Regions from separate parts of the Mus musculus genome. Here all the other regions are linked to region 1. A link is a contact called in public Hi-C and HiChIP or PLAC-seq data. All regions are on one chromosome and are shown on one strand. The core of a region is the stretch at or near the end of the contact, and the rest is flanking DNA. Distances in the headings are between cores, read along the strand shown.

The links. A called contact is a pair of places that touch in the nucleus more often than the background predicts. HiChIP or PLAC-seq counts read pairs in DNA pulled down with a chosen protein or histone mark.
Region 2: an H3K27ac HiChIP or PLAC-seq map of stem cell-derived neural progenitor cells shows a contact between it and region 1, with 5 times the contacts expected there. The contact joins the enhancer-like site here to the promoter of Ehbp1 in region 1. A contact is called at or near these places in 1 of 39 promoter capture datasets (embryonic stem cells), 1 of 484 Hi-C or Micro-C datasets (stem cell-derived neurons), 9 of 115 datasets of contacts at active chromatin or transcription factors (embryonic forebrain, embryonic stem cells, forebrain and 2 more) and 1 of 9 other capture datasets (adipose tissue).
Region 3: a contact with region 1 is called in a Hi-C map of the N1E-115 cell line, with 2.2 times the contacts expected there. The contact joins the enhancer-like site here to the promoter of Ehbp1 in region 1. A contact is called at or near these places in 1 of 484 Hi-C or Micro-C datasets (the N1E-115 cell line), 17 of 115 datasets of contacts at active chromatin or transcription factors (astrocytes, craniofacial prominence, embryonic basal ganglia and 9 more) and 3 of 9 other capture datasets (adipose tissue, embryonic stem cells and pancreatic islet).

What each region holds. Positions count from the first base shown.
Region 1 is chr11:22,285,472-22,288,171 of GRCm38.p6, reverse strand. Ehbp1 (EH domain binding protein 1) reads left to right here and starts at 1,377. Exons shown (of 25, transcript NM_153078.4): 1 at 1,377-1,490; 2 at 2,298-2,684. The coding sequence starts at 2,581.
Region 2 is chr11:22,559,004-22,561,703 of GRCm38.p6, reverse strand. The region is part of intron 1 of Gm51939 (a long non-coding RNA gene); the gene reads left to right. Among named protein-coding and RNA genes, the nearest start is that of Gm51939, 24 kb to the left of the region's middle. Within about 2 kb of position 1,388, at least 77 of the 459 cell types and tissues checked have an H3K27ac peak or open chromatin away from gene starts, as enhancers often do. A contact at or near this core is called in embryonic forebrain, forebrain, neural progenitor cells and 2 more, where this site is marked.
Region 3 is chr11:22,586,707-22,589,406 of GRCm38.p6, reverse strand. No RefSeq gene overlaps it. Among named protein-coding and RNA genes, the nearest start is that of Gm51939, 3.6 kb to the right of the region's middle. Within about 2 kb of position 1,331, at least 94 of the 459 cell types and tissues checked have an H3K27ac peak or open chromatin away from gene starts, as enhancers often do. A contact at or near this core is called in the N1E-115 cell line, adipose tissue, astrocytes and 4 more, where this site is marked.

The DNA.
Region 1 (2,700 bases), core at 128-2,627:
CCCCCTTTCTTAGGTACATCCCTAGCTTCCTTAATTTGACTTTACTGTTTAGTCCCGAAAAGTTGTAATTTTATTCTTCATTCTTTCTCTACACCTTAGATGTCTGTGAAACATCTAAGGCTGAAAGCAAATTTTTGTTTTTTGGATAGGATGGATATTTTCTGCCCCTTGAGAAGTCTATAGCTTTCACAGCCTCAAAAGGGATCTTGTGCTATATACTTGTGATGTCAAGGGTGTACACCTAACATCTCAGCGATCTCAGTAACCTGGATGTTGAAGCAGGAAAACCATGCTAACCTCTGGAAATACAGTTTCAGGCCATGTCAGCTGCCTCTTAATAGACGTAAACAACATTGCTCTCAAACTATTAAGTTATTTCGTCCTCTCCCTTGCCTTTAACCACCCTTTCCACATAGTCAACCACTCCCTAATCCACCCACAGCTCATACCAGAGGATAATGAGACCGCAAAGGAACACGAGAATGCAAGATTCAAAGAAATGCTGAGAATGAGGACAAGAAGAGACTGTACTGTAAACATTTATGTCCAGTTTAGCCCTCCTTGAACCTGGGGCAGGCTCCTGGCAAGGTCAGGGAAAAACTCGGAAAGAACTGAGTGAAATAAAGGCTGTGTGTGCAAAACCGCTGGCTGCTAGTGGCGCAGGAGAGGAGCAGCCAGTTCGTGGGTGGGGATGGGAGAGAATAGGAGAGAAACCACAGCACCTCAGTGTCTCTGGCAGCCGCTGGAATCAGACTCTGCTCAGTTCATACACCAGGAGCCAGAAACCCTGCCCAGCAGCCACGGCGCCTTTGACGGACAGCCACCTTCTGCAATGGCTTTCCAGTTCACTATAAACATTCTTAGTCCTCCCGCCTCCCGCTGCCCTCAACCATTCCAGGGAATGGGCGGGATCGTCCTTCGTGATTTACACTTTTTTTTTTTTAAAGAAGAAGAGGGTAGACCGGGCGGGTTCCACCTAAGGGAAAAAAAAAAACTGGGGGGGTGGATCCCCTATGACCGGCATGAAGATCTACCAATGGAGTGCCTCGCTCGTCCTAAGGCCCGCCCGCCGAGGAGGCGGGGCTCCCGCAGACTCGGCCAATGGCGGCGAGGCGGACGGAGGTTGAGCCGCCGTGGGTAGGGTTAGTGTGAGAGGTGCGGCGGGGGAGGTAATGATGGTGGTGGCGGCCGAGGGAGGCGGGGGAGGGGGATCTGGGCGCTGAACCGCGGCTCTGGCAGGGCTCGCTCGGGCGGGCGGGCCGGAGGGGGACGGTCGCTGGGCGCTCTGCCGGGGAGGGGGCGCTGCTCCGGGAGGGGGCGGGCGTCGTCCGCCCGGGAAGCTGCAGACCCCGGCTCCCGCAAACGAGCACCGCGCCGGGCTTCGCTGTTCCACGCGGCTCCAGCAGGGATGGAGGACTCGGTGGCGGTAGCTGCTTCTGAGGCGGCGGCGACCGAGGAGCGGCTCTAAGGAGGGGACAGCGGGATTAGAGGTGTGAGGAGGGCTTGGAGTGGACGAGCGGAGGGGCCGGGGTTCGGGGACCGAGGCTGGGGTCTAACAGCAAGGCTTGGGTGACAGGGACCGCAGCTGGCAACGCCTGTCTCTGCGGAGAGACAGGGGTCTGCACTCGGTGCGTGAGGAGGCGAGGCTCAGGCCGGCTGCCCCTGATGGGGGAGGGAGGCACCGCACCTCGCACTGTCCATTGGCCTGGCTGGTCATCGCTTCAAGCCCAGGCAGGAGTTTCCATTCCCCTCCTCCTGGCAGCCAAGGTGAAGGGGAAGCAAAGTGGCCTGGAGCTGGGACCTTGCCCTCTCTCTGCCGTGAGATTTCCCTCCACTGCTAGTTCTCCATCCATTTCCCTCTCCTACAGAACCAGCATTTCTCCCTGCACCCTGGTTGTGCTAAGTACATATTCAGTAGCTCGAGGCTATTCATTATCAGCTGAAAAATAAAGTTTATTTAAAAAATAACTCCTAACTGGTGGTAGATATATCAAACAGCATCCTGACTTTCCCGCCCTGTTCTTCCTTCTGCTATGCTAGGTAGGGAAGGCAGGGCCCGACTGGCATCTCTCAATTGTTGGTTCTGACAACCTGGTGTATTGCCGCCTGTCTTCGGTGTGATTTGTCATTTCTTCCTTAGTATCTTCCATCCTTGATGTTACTGGCTTTTGAGGCCGGGGTTTTGTTTCATTGTTTGAAAACCACGCAGATAGCAGAGGTTGTTTCGGTCTTATCTAACACTTCTCATGCGTCTGTCCTCATATTCTTTCTCTTTCTGTCTGTGTTTTGCTTTTCAGTTCTCCAGAACCCACGTCATATAGTCCCTGAAGTGGAATGATGATGTCTCCATGAGGGAACCTCCTCTCAGTCATCCTGTCCTGTACATCAGCTGTTCTTGACTGGGCCATTGATCTAAGATAGGATTTACCCTGTGAGACAGGGAGAAGACTTATGGACGCCAAGCATCATTTCAAGTTCTAGTTTTTGTTGAAAGTACTGACATACATGCAAGGCTCGTGTGCTTTATCAAAGCTGCTGTGTTGCTAATCCAGAACTGTTCCAGTCTCTTGGCCTATCACCATGGCTTCAGTTTGGAAGCGACTGCAGCGTGTGGGAAAACATGCATCCAAGTTCCAGTTTGTGGCCTCCTACCAGGAGCTGATGGTTGAATGTACAAAGAAATGGTAAGACGTGCTTAGG
Region 2 (2,700 bases), core at 139-2,638, 270 kb before region 1:
AATGATAATAATAATAATAAATAATAATAAGCCTGGCGTGGCCACAGGAGCCTACCTAAGCATTGTACAGGATGGAGATAGGACCACCCCTGAGGCTTGCTGGTTACTAACTTAGCTTCAAGTTGAGTGAGAGATCCTGTCTTCAAAGAATAAGGACACCTAATGTCCTTCTCTGACCTTGCTGAGTGCGCATACTGGTTCATGCATCAGTATACACATGTGCATATACAGTACACTCAAGCATTCCTGTGTGCGCACACACAAGGACACACATATGCACACACAGACACACACAGACCCAGACATACATGCATGCTCGTGTGCACACAGACATATACAGACACAGACACACATACACATACACACGCATACATATGCACACAGACACACAGACATACAGACATAGTCTCTCTCTCTCTCTCATTACTAAGTAGCTTGTACATTTGAGCCCTGTGGCTTCCTCATCCATGCACTGCTGAATCAGTGAGCGTCTCCTTGTTTCTCCAGGACCAAAAACTGATTTCAAAAACTATTTGCCTGGTATTTTGTAAACCTTTATCATACATGCTGATGAGAACCCGCAGCTTCTCATCTAAGCTTTAAAAATGTAGAAGCCCTGATTCATGGCTTTGTAGAGCTGCAGAGGACTGAAGAAGCTGGGATTGTGTGCTAACAAGCAACTCTCTCATTCTCAGCGTTCCAATTCAGTCCCTTTCTGGAGAAACAGGGCAGTGTATGGGCGGCTTAGCTGGCTCAGAGCCAGCGAGGATGCAAATAGCTTTTTTCAGAACTGCCTTCTTCCCACCCTGCTGGCTGGCCCCATGTCTTCTCTGGCTTCTCAGCTTGTATCTGCTGGATTTCTGCTTTATAAAAACCAGCTATCAGTTTTATTTTAAGGGAGGTGGGGGGGCAGGTGTGGTTGCCAACTCATTGCAAAGCCTGTCTGCTTCCCAGCTTCACCAGTGGCCTCTTGCTCCAGGCCTCTTGGCTGTTTGAAATAGGAAAGGGGTGGGTCTGGGGAGCCCAGAGTTACCCCCACCTAACACTTTTCATTTGTTCTGCATTCTAAGTTTTGGCTGTAAGTCTCATAAGGATGTAACAGCATCTTCCTCATCCTAGAACGTCCAGGGTCTGCCAGGGCAAAGGACTTCAATGAATCTGTAGAACAGAACTATAGGCAAGCTACTGAATATCTCAGTTTGAATTCCAGTTCAAATAGCACTCTGGGTCTTTTTAGACCACCCCTCATACAGTTTTCTCATTTGCAAAGCAGGAAAAGTCACTGTAATCACAACAGTAACATAATACAACAATAATACAACCAGCCATGTGTTGTACAACCCCATTTCAGCCAGTGACAGACATATACAAAAGAGATCCTGATGCCAGCTGCTACTGGGAGGGCTGGAGGGAGGGGTTTCAGGTTCTTTCCTCAAAGAACTGAGCAGAGACAGGCAGTTTATTAAATGACAGTGTGCTCTGATGGAGAAGGAAGAAGACTGGAGCAGAGAAAGGGGTTGGCACCACGGTATAAGAGTGGAAGCTTTTATGTCACACAGTATGGGCTTTCTGGGTCATCTTTTTTTTTTTTTTTTTTTTTTTTTTAAAGATTTATTTATTTATTTATTTATTATATGTAAGTACATTGTAGCTGTCTTCAGACACTCCAGAAGAGGGGGTCAGATCTTGTTACGGATGGTTGTGAGCCACCATGTGGTTGCTGGGATTTGAACTCTGCACCTTCGGAAGAGCAGTCAGGTGCTCTAACCCACTGGGCCATCTCACCAGCCCCTGGGTCATCTTTTTAACATGGACTTTTTTATGCATACTCTGTCACCTGTAATTTTATGCATAATTTCATGACTTACATATCTGATTAGCATCTTAAACCTGTACTCAGGGGTATCTGTTTTTGTATTTAAAAATTTTAAAAATTTGTATATGTGCATGTGTGTGCCCGGGTATACGAATATGTTTGCACACAGGTCTATTGGTCAGAGGACACTTTTGGGGTTGGCTCTTATGTGTCTCCTTTTGTTTCTGTGACTTTGCAGTGCACTCTGGGCTAGCTGTCCTCTCCCATTTCACTAGTGCTAGGATTGTGTGTGCCACCACATCCAGCTTTGGTGATTTCTGGGCATGGAGCTCAGGTCACTAGGCTTTTCCCCCCGGGCCATCTCCCTGGTTATTAACATAGTTTTTTTTGTTTTGCTTTAAGATTTACTTTTATTTTATGTATGTTTTGCCTACATGTGTGCAGACTGTTGTGATCTGCTCTGTAGGTTCTAGGAACTGAATGCTTACCCCCTGCAAGAGCAGCAAGTGCTCTTAGCTGCTGGATCTCCTGTATTACAGAGCCACAGGTCACCTTTGGACGCTCTGCTGTATGGCTGCGTTTACCAATAGCTGGTTTTAGTCAGTCTTGCCAAGGATTTTCCAGCCTTCTTTGTCAATGTGTTTTGTTGTTGTTTTAATATGTTCATTTTGTTAGGCTTTGTGCAAGGTCTTCTGGACTTCTCTCTCTACCCAGTTCTCCCACCTCAGGACATAAGGTTGTAAGACGCTCTGGCTGTCTTAGTTTGCATAGGTGCATTCTATGGTGCTTGCATGCTGGTGAAGTAGTATTTTTCAGGACATCTTCCCTTATAACAACTTGGAGCAGTAAATAAAGTAGTAGTAAGATCATATAACATTTCACAA
Region 3 (2,700 bases), core at 82-2,581, 300 kb before region 1:
TCTATCGCCATCCCTAGCCCATTCCTAGACACCAGGGGTCAATGAAAAGAAAAAAAGAAATATATAAAGAGGAAAGGAAAGGAGAGGTATGGTAGAGGAAAAGCTTATTGTAGATAAAAGAGAGAGTGAGGCAGACACATCTGGGAGAGTCCAGAGTGGACTGAGCTGGCACATGCAGGGAGATGGGACACCAGGTGAAGCATCTAAGAGGCTAAAGGTACAAATGACGCTGGTGACCCAAATAGCTGGATTATAGTGAAAAACTTCTGTGGGGAAAGACAGCTCAGCCTCTGGGCTGGAGAGCTCAGGGCAGAGGATGGGGTATGCCAGCCAAACCCTGTAACAGGTAGGGACTGAGAGAACAGGGACAGGGAAAGTCTGGAGGCCAGGTCTGCTTTGCTATGTAAATAGACTCCTCAGCCATCTGTCCTGGTTTGAAACCTAACAAGGAGTCATTCAATAAATTCATTTGAAAGGCATAGATGATGGGCATGGAGCTGGGGCTGAGTCTGGAAGGACAGGACTTGTCCGGTGTCTAGGAGAAGGGAGGATCTTGTGCCCAGCACATGGGGCTGGGCTTCCTGCTGTTTGCTGACAACTTGCTTGCAGAAAAGCATTTAATGGCTGGGCTCCTTTTCCAAGTGCTGATTGTGGTCAGCCCATAGCCTTTCAGTCCATCTGGCAGAGGGATACATAGCCTCATCAGCATGCCTTAATCCTATCAGGACACAGAGTCCAGGATCCTGGCATTCCACAGACATGGGAGAGAGGAGGGGCGAGTGGGTGCTGGAGGGGGTTGGGGTGGGGTGGGGGTGGAGCAGTCTGAAGCCCCAGGCCCCTAAGCAGAGCTTGGTGAAGTTTTAGCCCCAGCATCGGGTAACTGAGGATATGGAGGGAGTACAGATTTTTTTTTCTTTCAGGAAATCTGGAGGAATTTGGAGTTCTTTATGGAATGTGGGGATAGTTTGGCTCATTGATTATTTATGCAGGCTTTTCAAACATTTGCATAGAACAAGCTAACCTTTGCAGGGCTGTCAGGTGTGGTGTACCTTGTAATCCCAGCATTTGGAAGACAGAGGCAGGAAGCTTGCCATCAGCTTGAAGCCAGCCTCTCCACACAGCAGGTTCCAGTCCAGTCAGGGCCATGTCAAGATCCTGTCTCAAAGAGAGCTCTGTACATTTTCTAGCAAAAGTGCCAGACTGTCAGTGGGATCCAAATGATTCCACAAATAGTCCTCTTTAGTAAAAAGACGTGGCCATGGGAAGCCTCGGCAGAGCCTCAGGGCCTGCAGCCCACACGACAGCTCCTTCACAGTCCTTGTCCATTTTATTCCTGCAGACATTGGGCTCAGAACGATTTTAGTTCACTACTAAAGAATAAACCCAGTGTGTGAAGGATGTGTACTCATTGGGTCTGGCTGGAACCTTTCCTGTCTGGCTCCCAAATAAAGCTATTTGGATTTACTCCAAGCCTCACAGAGCTGACTGAGCTTAGGGCTGGAAGATCTGCTAGCTGACAACCTCCTTTTCCAGTTGACCAAAATTCCAGGACCATCAGGGACTCTTCAGGGTTATTTCTGGGCACTGGGTGTTAGTACCAGGACACTCCAAGCCTCGGCCTAACAATGTGACCCTTGACCTGCGTTGCCAGGACAACGACCCTCAATCCCACAACCCATTTGGCTCAGTTCCCACCCTCACTGGCATGACATCATTTTCTATATAAATTAGGAAGTCACCTCTTCCTTTCTCTCTTTTTCCTTTTCTCTGCCCTTCTACCTGCTTCGCTGCCCCCAAACCTCTCCCATGTGGAACCACCTTGGTCTGGTCTGCTGTCTGGTCTATCCACTCAAAATATTTCTAGATTAATATTATATGATATTAATTAACATACCACTGGGCAATGGGGTGGTTGATTTTGGATTTTTCCAGTTTCTAGTGTGTCACCCAATGGATGCCAAGAATTACATTAGACATCTTTGGCAAATTGAGAAAATGCTCACAACAGAATTACTGGTGTCAAGACCCTGACAAGAAGCACACAGAGGCATCTAGACTAACATATTAAAACCCACTAAACATGCTAAACAGACTGTAGAGGGTAGCAATCTGCAGTACTGAGTGTTTCAAGATAAGGTCTCTCTGTCCTGGAAATCACTCTGTAGACCTGATTGGCCGAGAACTCAGGATCTGCCTGCCTCTGCCTTCCAAGTTCTTTAAAGGCTTGTGCCACCACTGCCCAGCTTTACTGAATTTAACTTGGTTAAATTTTATTTAAGCTGCAGCTGACCAGTCGCCTTGTTTGGATTGGAGACTGAGGTCCAGCAAAAAGGAGGAGTGGCTTTTAAAGGCAAAAACCACTTTTTTTTTTTTTTTTTTTTGGATGTGCACTTCTGCAGGTGGGAGGTCGTATCTGGGGTCTTTTGCATACCTGGAATTCCTAGTCTTACAGCTTCAGGTTGCTTACAGGGCTGGCCTCAGAACTTTAAGATCTCAGCTATTACAGTGAGGATCATGCACGCTATGTGGAATGCAGGTATGTGTTCTTAGCACTGAGCCTTAGCCCAGAATTGCAAAGAAAGTCAACCTTTTCAGACCTGCCTTCTCCATCAAAAGGTCGTTAGGCAAAACGGGCATCATCATGCTATGCCAGGCCCTAACTACTTAAACAGGATCCCCTTGGTGGGCTGAGATGCTACC